2 separate regions of the Cricetulus griseus genome follow, and region 1 is linked to region 2. Evidence: chromatin contacts called from public Hi-C data. All regions are on one chromosome and are shown on one strand. The core of a region is the stretch at or near the end of the contact, and the rest is flanking DNA. Distances in the headings are between cores, read along the strand shown.

Region 1 (4,645 bases), core at 276-2,775, 89 kb after region 2:
AATTTCAGAGTCCCAGGCACACCAATTTTCCAGTTTTCAAATTCTATTTTGAAGAGAGCGTTGGCGCCTAAAAGTTCACCATGAATCACTATTTCTGCCCTTTTACAAAATTTTACAAAAATCCCTACCCTACTGTCCTGCCTGCACCTACTTTCAGATGTAATTTTTTGGTGAACCAGACATTGTCTTATTCTAGAAACATCATCGGTTTTCTTTATTCCCCAAATAAGAATCATTTTCTTATTTCTTCGTAGAAGGGAATATTATAATGTACATTCAAAGAGAGATATTTGAGTCGTTTCCCTGCCTGGTGGACATGGACTGAGATTCCTAAGAGGGCAACTCTGAGGAGATCTAGAAAGAGACTGGGCAGTGCGGAGGCTGACAGGCAGCAGAGGGAACATGAGCAAAGGGCTCCTTCCCTATTGATGGGAGAGAGAAGTAATATATGTGAATGCTGGGAGGATGAAGTTGGCTTTGGAAGGGCCCCTAGCCATGAAGTGAGGGGCCACAGCTTCCACTCTTTGCAAATGCAGAGATGAGAAATAGGGATATTTGTAGACGGGGGAGGGGGGGCACAAGGCTGAGAGACTAAATAAGAAGTAATTTGGAAGCAATTTGTGTCCAGATTTGAGAACCTTAACCTCTTCCCGTGACAGGTTAGCCCTCCTTTCTCTCCCTGCAAGGGTTCATTGTGTCATCTACCTACCTCAGCAGCATTTGATGGCCCTGGGTCTGCTGACCATTTTCTGCCCTGGCTTTACTCAAATCATTTGTCTTCTCCTATCCCTGTCTTTGGATGATCCCCACTTTGTGCTCCCTGGTCTACAACCTCCCCAGCTGTAGGAGGGTCTCATTCTTGCCATAACCCACTCTATTCACTAGAATCCAACATAAGGAAAATAATGCAACGGCATCAAAACAACAACAACAAACCTGCCATCTATCAAATATCCCCACCCTCACCCCCAATACCAGGTTCAATTTTCAAGTGTGAATAAAAGATTAGAAAAACATTGGGCTAAAGTGTCTGCATTTCCCAAAAAGAACACTTGTAGTAGACCAATAGTGCCCTAAGCTAAAGCTTAGCAGGAAATGAGTGAGCAGACTGGTTTCCGTCCTTAACACCTATGACTTTGTTTTCAACTCCTTCCTTCAACCCCGTGGAGTTCCACCACTTGCCAGATCCCTCCACTCCTTGGCTGTCTCTTGTCTTTACAGGTATTCGAGGACTGCCCCCCAAAGCATTCAGGTTGGTTTATATCCTCCCAATATCCTTGTTTCACCCCAGTTCTCACTGTCAAGGCAGTTACCTGATCACTTACTTAATCCCATGTCCTTACCCTGGAGCTCCTAGGAATCCCCCTTTGCTTTCAAAGTCAAATTCTAGGGGAACTGGCACCAGCTGGTTTAACTCTGTCCCTTCTAGTCCCTGCCCACCCCGGGGTGAGAGGTCTCCTTACCCTTCTCAGAACAGACGTGTCCCTCCTGTCTACATTCCATGCTAACATTCCAAGATTCTGTGAGTCACACTGCCCCACCAGTCTGGAATCTTCTCTCACATGGTCTTCACCAATCCTAATTCAGTAACTCCAATTGGGCTTAGCTCATCTCATCGCTCAGAAGTTACACACACACACACACACACACACACACACACACACACACACACACACCACGATCCTAGGTTTTGTAGGACTTTTTGAGTTTAGATGTTGCCCACTAGACTAATTCTTAGATTGTAGCCTGCCTAGACAGGGACAAAGCTGTGATATAACCTGGCCAGCTCTGTGCTTGCCACCCATATGGCTAAACTTTTAATGACACCAGGTTGCTGGGTCCTGGGCAGAACACTGGAACCATCTTGTTCAGAAAGCCTCTTTTCACCACTGGCATTGTGCCCTGGCATTGTTGTAGGCAGCAGGAATGAAAGGAAAAACTGTCAAGGTCCACAAACATCCTTGTGCCACTGATATTCTAGTAGGAAGAGAAGGCAACCCACAAGAAATCCTGAGAACCTGCCAAGAGTCATAGGTAGAACCCTGTAGGGGTGCAGGAGAGGTGAAAGAGGGAGTCAACAGGGGATTACACCTGGATGAGGCAAGATCTGTGGAAGACCCAGGCAGAGGAGACCTTCTGCACAAAGGCCCCAAAGCAGGACAGCTCTGGTTCTAAACAGGTAGGGCTCTGCCTGTCATTCATTCAGAAACCCACTGTCCTTCCCTGACCCCCATCCTCTGCTGGAGTCAGAATACTCTAGGAGCACTACATATTCCAGTGTAATAATCCCAGCAAAGACATGCTGGGACACAGAGCACAAGAGTGAGTGTACAGCTACTACCTCTGTGGATGGAAGTCAGGAGGCTTTCTGACAGCCCTGGATATAGGCCCAAGGCTACAAGCCATGCCAGGCAGCAGCAAGTTTAGGTGCTCACAGGAGTCTGGGTTCAGCAGGGAGACCTGTGTGTTTGAAGCTAAGTGAGGGAGCATAAACATGAGATTACATAGACATACAAAGACTAGTGAGAATTTTGACTTCTATATTGAATGCAAAGGGAATCCTTGTGCAGGTGTTGAGTTCTGTGGAATCATGTAATTGGATTCAGATTTTCAAATTTCCCTGTTCATTGTATGAATCAAGGGAGGCAATATATATGTGTGTGTATTATGCATGTATGTGTGTGTACACACACATATATATACATACACACACACATATATATACATATATACATATACATATACATATACATATATATATATATTATATATATATAATATATATATATATATATACCTCTGCAGTACAGAGAGTAGAAAGTGGTTCAGACAGTGGTTATGTGGTGGGGAAAGGGAACTACTAGAGCAAGAGGATTTACTATTACTTGGGTATAAAGGAAAGAACTACATATGGCCAAGCATCTGAAAGTGGAGCTGCCACCCAAGGTGTGGAAGGTTGTGGCTGTTACAGCATTCAGATCCACTGGGAAAGACCAAAGACAGATTCGATTCAAATTTAGATTAAATGAATTCATTCTTACTGCTAGCAGAAGGATGACAGGCTTAGAGACAAATGAATTGTGCTGAAGGGGGCTAAAGAAAGGGTTTATAACAGTGGTTATCAAAGGTGTGCATCACAGTTATCTATGGAATCCATATCCAGGCAAGACCATTGCTTTACTCCCTCTGTTGTTTCTCTTAAGTTATACAGTTAGGAAAGATCACTTCATCCCAGTCACATAGCAATAAGGAAGTTTACAAAAGCAAAAGTGGTTAAATATCTCACAACAGGATCACTATTATCCTTTTCTTTTCTCACCTGCAAGCCACCAGGATCTCCACAGGCATTTCAGGGCAAGGTTCAATGGCCCTTAAGGGATGTCTGGTACCCTGTTAAGTTTCTTTAGCCATCACAGGGGAAGATATAAATTGTTACACAGGTCTGAGCACTCTAGGGGAAATGACTCTAATGACTAGGATAAAGCAGTTTATTCCTAGGCGGACAATGACACAGTGCCATATGGTTAGGGCTGCAAGTCACATCCCCACAGGGCAAAGCCACAGGAACAGAGTGAACAGGAAGGACAAAGGAAAGGAGGGAGGTTAGTCAGTCCATGTGCAAGAAAGAGTAGGAAAGGCAGAGTCGTCAGCATCCAGGGCTTCACTATCCTTTGTAAAGGACAGAGGTCTTGTCTGTATTTGCTGGAGTTGCACAGAAGCCATGGATTCCCCAGGACAGAAGCATGGGACAGTAGGACCTGATTTTTCCTTTTAGTAGATATAGGATGGGTTCTAAGCACAGTAGGATCAGAAAAGGCAATAAATTACAGTTTGGTTTGGAAGTACACCAGCCTGTCCCTGTCAACAAATTTTGCATTTAAGATTCCACCAATCACAAGTAGAAGATATTTGGGGAAAGTGCATTTGCATTGAACATGTACAGGTATTGTTCTTTGTTATTCTTCTCTGAACAATATAGTCTATTTTTACAGCATTGGGTATTAGGAAGAAATCTAAGGATGGCTTAGTATATGGAGCGTGCCTAGATTATAAGTAACTATTAGACAATTTTTGAATATGAAGGATTTGAGTGTCCATGGTTTTGGTATCTGCATAGAGGTGGAAGACTGAAGACAGATACTAACCTAGTATCCCATGGATATGGAAAGATGACTATGTATAATAGAGCTAAGTTAGTAAAGACTTTTTTATAAACAGGTTTGTTGTTGTTTTTCCAACAACAAATTTGAAAACTCAAAATTTGAGAAAGTAGCCCTGGGGCAGTTGGGAAAATAATGAGGCCACTGAGTTGCAGCATCCTGACAGGAATGGCCAGTATCCCATCTGGAGATTTTCAGGTAGTTTCTCTACAAACTAGCTTCAAATTAGTGTTATCCACTGAGCTTCTACTGTTGCTATATTACATTCTTAGGCTCGGTGCTAGAGCAATTAATCGCACAGGTCTGCTGGCTCTAGTACCATGTTTCTTAAAGACTTCTTGGGTGATTGTTATGAGCTTTCAGGTTTAGTCACTTCTGAAATGAGCATGAACCTGAACTGCTATCAAATCACTGGCTTTTTGAGAACACCAGACAGCACAGAAGAAATTCATGCAAGTGGGATTTTCCTCTTTATCATCAAAGCT
Region 2 (4,537 bases), core at 558-3,057:
AAGGGGTAAAACACATTCATTGCAATCTAATACACATTCAAGCACTGTTCACAGATTGGGGTACATGACAGAAAAGTCTTGAAATTATTGCTTACCTGGGAGGGCAAAGGGCAAACCAACCAGAGAAACCCAACTGGAACCTCAGGCCTCTCAAGTGCTAGTCCTGTGACTGGTAGCAAACTGATTCATCTTCCCTGGCCCTGAAGCTGAGCATGCAGTATAGGTGGCTGAAGTCCATCTATGGGAAGGGCCTGGAGTAAGAGTTACAGGGAAGACAAGGTTCTTGTGGAAGGCCCAGTCCACATAGAGCATATATAAACAGAATATGGGTGAGTGGGGCTTACTGGGACCCAGGGGAAGTTCTGGAAGGAGAGGTACCTGAGCCTTCCTTCACTGAGAGAGGATCTAATAAGGTATCCAAACAGGCAAAAATCCAACCCCTACCTTGAGTGTAAGAGCTTAATGCCACCAGGGCTCTTGGTGTTGCTTGATAGCACTTGACAGCACTCAGGCTCTATCTTCTAAAAAAAGAGCTCACTCATCCTGTCACAGCCACTTACTACATTCAGTAGAACCAAGAGCTCCACCAAGGTAGCTGTGTTAGGGTATATGGGGCTCTGACCATGTCTGTGTGAGATCACCTTGATTACCTGAGGTTAAAAGACCTGCCCACTGTGAATGGCACCATTCCCTAGGCAGTAGATCCAGTGTGATAAAGGAAATGGAGAAAATGAACTGACACGAGCATGCAGGCATTGATTTCGTCTCACTTGAGACCTAATCTGACCTCCCTATCAGGATGGATTAACTTGGAACTGTGACCTATTAATTTTCTCCCTTAAGTTCCTTTTGCCAGAGTATTTTATCCCCGGAATGGGAAAAGAAATGATGGTCATCCTCCATCGAAGAGAATTCTAGCACCTTTCTATAGAAGGATAGGATACATTCGTTATATTGTCACAATGAGGCCTGGGTTCAACTGAAACCTTCACCTTCTGGAGTCCGAGTCTCTCCTTTCCCGAGGAAGCTGTACATGGGAATGTGCTATGAGGAAAGGAGCAAGTTTCGGCTGTCTCTCTCACAAATGGGCTTTATATTCTTGTGTATTGTCTTGCATTTGTGAAATAGAGCCAGGCACAAGCTCCCATCTGCCAGGCTGCTAAGGGCAAAATTAGAGCCAGGTGGTAAGCACACAATGATCACAAAGGTTGGAAGGTTGTGGCATGTGGGGCACAGCCGCACACTCATCCTGTTTCTTCCTACCACATACCATCCATTACAAGGTCTTGGCATTTTTTTGTAAAATGGACTGCATAGTAGAGGAGGGTAGGAGGGGACTCAAGCGTCCTTGTCCAATCATGCCAAAAGTCCTGGATCTGGGTGAGGAGAACTGACTTGGCCGCAATCTCAGAGCCATGCTGTAGCCGGGCTTCAGCCCCACCCACTCGGCTTGCTGCCTAGCTCCATTCCTCCTAGTCAGTGCACTATCGAGCTCCATTCAGGATCATGGAGGGAGGGCAACTGGGATCACGGTGCCCCTCTAAGGTCATCTGTGGCACAATGGTCCTCCTATGTTAGCCCTCGGCTACAGTTTCAGAACTGCTCCTCCCCTTTAGCTTCTTATAGTGTCTCCAAGAAAAACACCACTGGACACCAAGGACATGCATGCGAGGGCTAAGTGCATGAGTGCACTTGAGTGGATGACCAAGTCAACCCCTGTTGCTCTCTAAGGAAACCGGATGGAATGTTGGCTCTAGGCTAGTGACCAGGACACAGCAACACAGCAACACAGCAAAAATGAATCATGCACCATCAACTGTAAGATGATTCACCCCAGCAAAGAGGCTCCTTCTACTTTGCGGAGCACAGTCTGACAGCAATGAGTTCTTCCTACATGAATCCATTAGTAAGCAACGCGAATAAATGACTCCTAAAGACACTTACATAGAAAGACAGCTTTCAAAACTTATTTAGACAAAGCTTTGCAAAAAGCATGATTTTGTAAAAGCTGATTTCGGTGGGTACTTTTTTTTTTTAAACAAAAGTGTCTCAGTGAATTATGGAAAGAGCAGGAAGGCAAGGACAGAAGGTTGGTATTTCACTAGTGTCTAGTAAACAGGGCAACCAGCATGCACCTTTATGTTCAGATGGAACCCGCCTCTGTCAACAAGACGTTCACTGCAAAGAGCCTGTTCTGCCCTATACACGGGAGCCAAACCACTCTTGGATTCCTACACACCGGAGGTCCAGTGTGATTCAACTATCTCATGCTCCAAAGTCCTAGTGAGAAGGATCCACAGCCCTGGCCAGGCCTTACCCAATACCTAGGCTTTGGGAACTCAGCTTTTGCTTCTTGCACTGAGCCCCTTTGTCACAAGCACCACAACCTGCCCCACACAGACAATGATGTCCACCGACAGGGTAGATTTTTCTTTTCTTCTCTCTGCCACTTCACCTGTAAGTTCAGACTGACTCTCCTTGAAGCAATCAGTGGGCAGCTCCTTTAGAAAATAGTCTTTCCACTGGGAGTTGGTGGCGCACGCCTTTAATCCCAGCACTCGGGAGGCAGAAGCAGGCGGATCTCTGTGAGTTCGAGACCACCCTGGTCTACAAGAGCTAATTCCAGGACAGCCTCCAAAGCCACAGAGAAACCCTGTCTCGAAAAACCAAAGAAAAAAAAGAAAGAAAAGAAAATAGTATTTCCATGACAGGAGTGCTCAATACCCACAGATACACTGTGAAGGGTAGGTGGCAAAACATGACACCTCCCGTTTTGCAGGTATTAAAGCAGCCCAGGGGGATCACATAACTTCTCTGGATGAGAACATAGCCAGTGCAGACAGACAGATCCCACAGCTTACTCTGCCAGCTAACTACCTGCCTGTCTTCAAGTGCCATTCAACCAGGCTCCTCCTTAAGCTCTGCCAATGCCTCTTTCAGTGAGCCAACAGGAAGGGGCAGAAAGACAGACAGACAGAGGCCACAGAAGATGTGGCTTTACATGCCCATCATAAAGGCAGGGGTTGTAGCAGCACCATCAGCCCAGCTCCCGGGTCCTGAGAACAAGGGTTTTCTTCTGACAGCTCTTTAAAGGGTGGTTGAGTGTCCTGTGCTAAGCACTGAAGGAACAGACATTTGCTCTGCCCAGAAGGAAGCCCTGTGGTGTAAGGTAGGCCAGAAGCCCAAGACCTTTTGTTTCCTGCTGTTCTGGTCTCAACAACATAAGCAGGCTTTGGTCTGAATCAGTTCTGCCTAACAACTCAGGTTTCTTGCCTCAAGAAAAAAAAAGGGGGGGGGGGGTTGGCCTTTGGTTTCTGTTTTTCTAGTTTCAATTACAGGGCCTGACACTCCAAAGTACTCCATGAGTCTGAGAGAGTGAAGAAGCCTCTTGGAGCTACATGTGGATACTCTGGCCTGCTTCCAGATGCTTCTACTTGCCACCCCCTTCCTCTGCTCTGTCCACTCCTCAGGCTAGCTAGAGACGAAAGGTGAAAAGTAAAACACCACACCATGGCCACACCTCTTCTGGTGACAGATCACCATATAGCCCAAGGACCCCAATGCATAACATTGCTTACTGTGGGGTCCATGTGCTCTATGGGTCTTGTCTGAGGGGCAGCGACTTCCCATCCTGGTCTGCCCAACTGACATCTACCTTTCCCTAGTAAGCAGGGTGCTGTGAACAGGCAGATGGGGCACCTCAACCATCCAATCCCCTTCAACCCAAAGTCACAGTGCACTGACCATAGAAAATATTTTAGCAATAATCTAGTGAGGGTCTTGTCAATATTCTAAATTAATGGAAACTCCTTCTCAAATCAGTGGCCCCCTAAATGAGCCCCATATGCGTTGTGCTTGTGTGTAAAGATATGGATACATCTAGACACTTGGCTCTTCCTGGACTCTTGGCATGCACGGCTCCCTTAGACAGGCTGTTCTGCTCTGCAGCGTACTGCAATCAGATTTGTGCATAGTAATCAAATCACCTTCCACCTGTTCTGCTCTAGAGAGTTGTTCCTCTATTTCACCAGAGAGCTCTTTCCGTGGAAGCTCCTGAGCCAGAGTTGCAAGGTCAGAGCTATTATTTGGGTATGACATTCTGGCAGCAGCTGCTGCAAAGCATGGGCAGTCTGCAGAGACTGAGACTGCACAGCATGATGCAGCAATCTTGAGAAGGCAGCTGAGGAGCCAGGCCAGGCTCTGAGTATTCAAAGTGCAGGCCAGGCCAGAGACAGCAAATATATATGTACAAAGAAGTAGCACAGACAAGAAGCAGACGGCATATGTAACGAAGAGTCTCTGAAGCCTCAGAGTTTGCTGTGTGACTAAAAAGTGCCACTTGACCCCTGTAAACCTAGCTCCTTGCTTGTAAAAGGAGGCAACCACATGCGAGGCCTCAAGCATGGGCCCTTTAGAACCCAGGGCAACTCCAGGGCATAGCCCATCCAACACCAGTGCATCGAAGGTCTATTCCTGTTGTCTTATATATAAAGAGCTAGAGGGGCTCCCGCATGTAGTCAAGGAACCCACTGGGGCA

The links. A called contact is a pair of places that touch in the nucleus more often than the background predicts.
Region 1: a Hi-C map of the CHO-K1 cell line shows a contact between it and region 2, with 2.0 times the contacts expected there. The contact joins the promoter of Atp10a here to the enhancer-like site in region 2. A contact is called at or near these places in 2 of 8 Hi-C or Micro-C datasets (both in the CHO-K1 cell line).

Annotation. Positions count from the first base shown.
Region 1 is chr3:139,190,791-139,195,435 of CriGri-PICRH-1.0, forward strand. It overlaps Atp10a (probable phospholipid-transporting ATPase VA), which reads right to left and starts at 1,526. Exons shown (of 22, transcript XM_027404730.1): 1 at 1,464-1,526. The coding sequence starts at 1,511.
Region 2 is chr3:139,101,549-139,106,085 of CriGri-PICRH-1.0, forward strand. All of the region lies in intron 3 of Atp10a (probable phospholipid-transporting ATPase VA), which reads right to left. Among named protein-coding and RNA genes, the nearest start is that of Atp10a, 88 kb to the right of the region's middle. Within about 2 kb of position 1,808, at least 2 of the 6 cell types and tissues checked have open chromatin away from gene starts, as enhancers often do. A contact at or near this core is called in the CHO-K1 cell line, where this site is marked.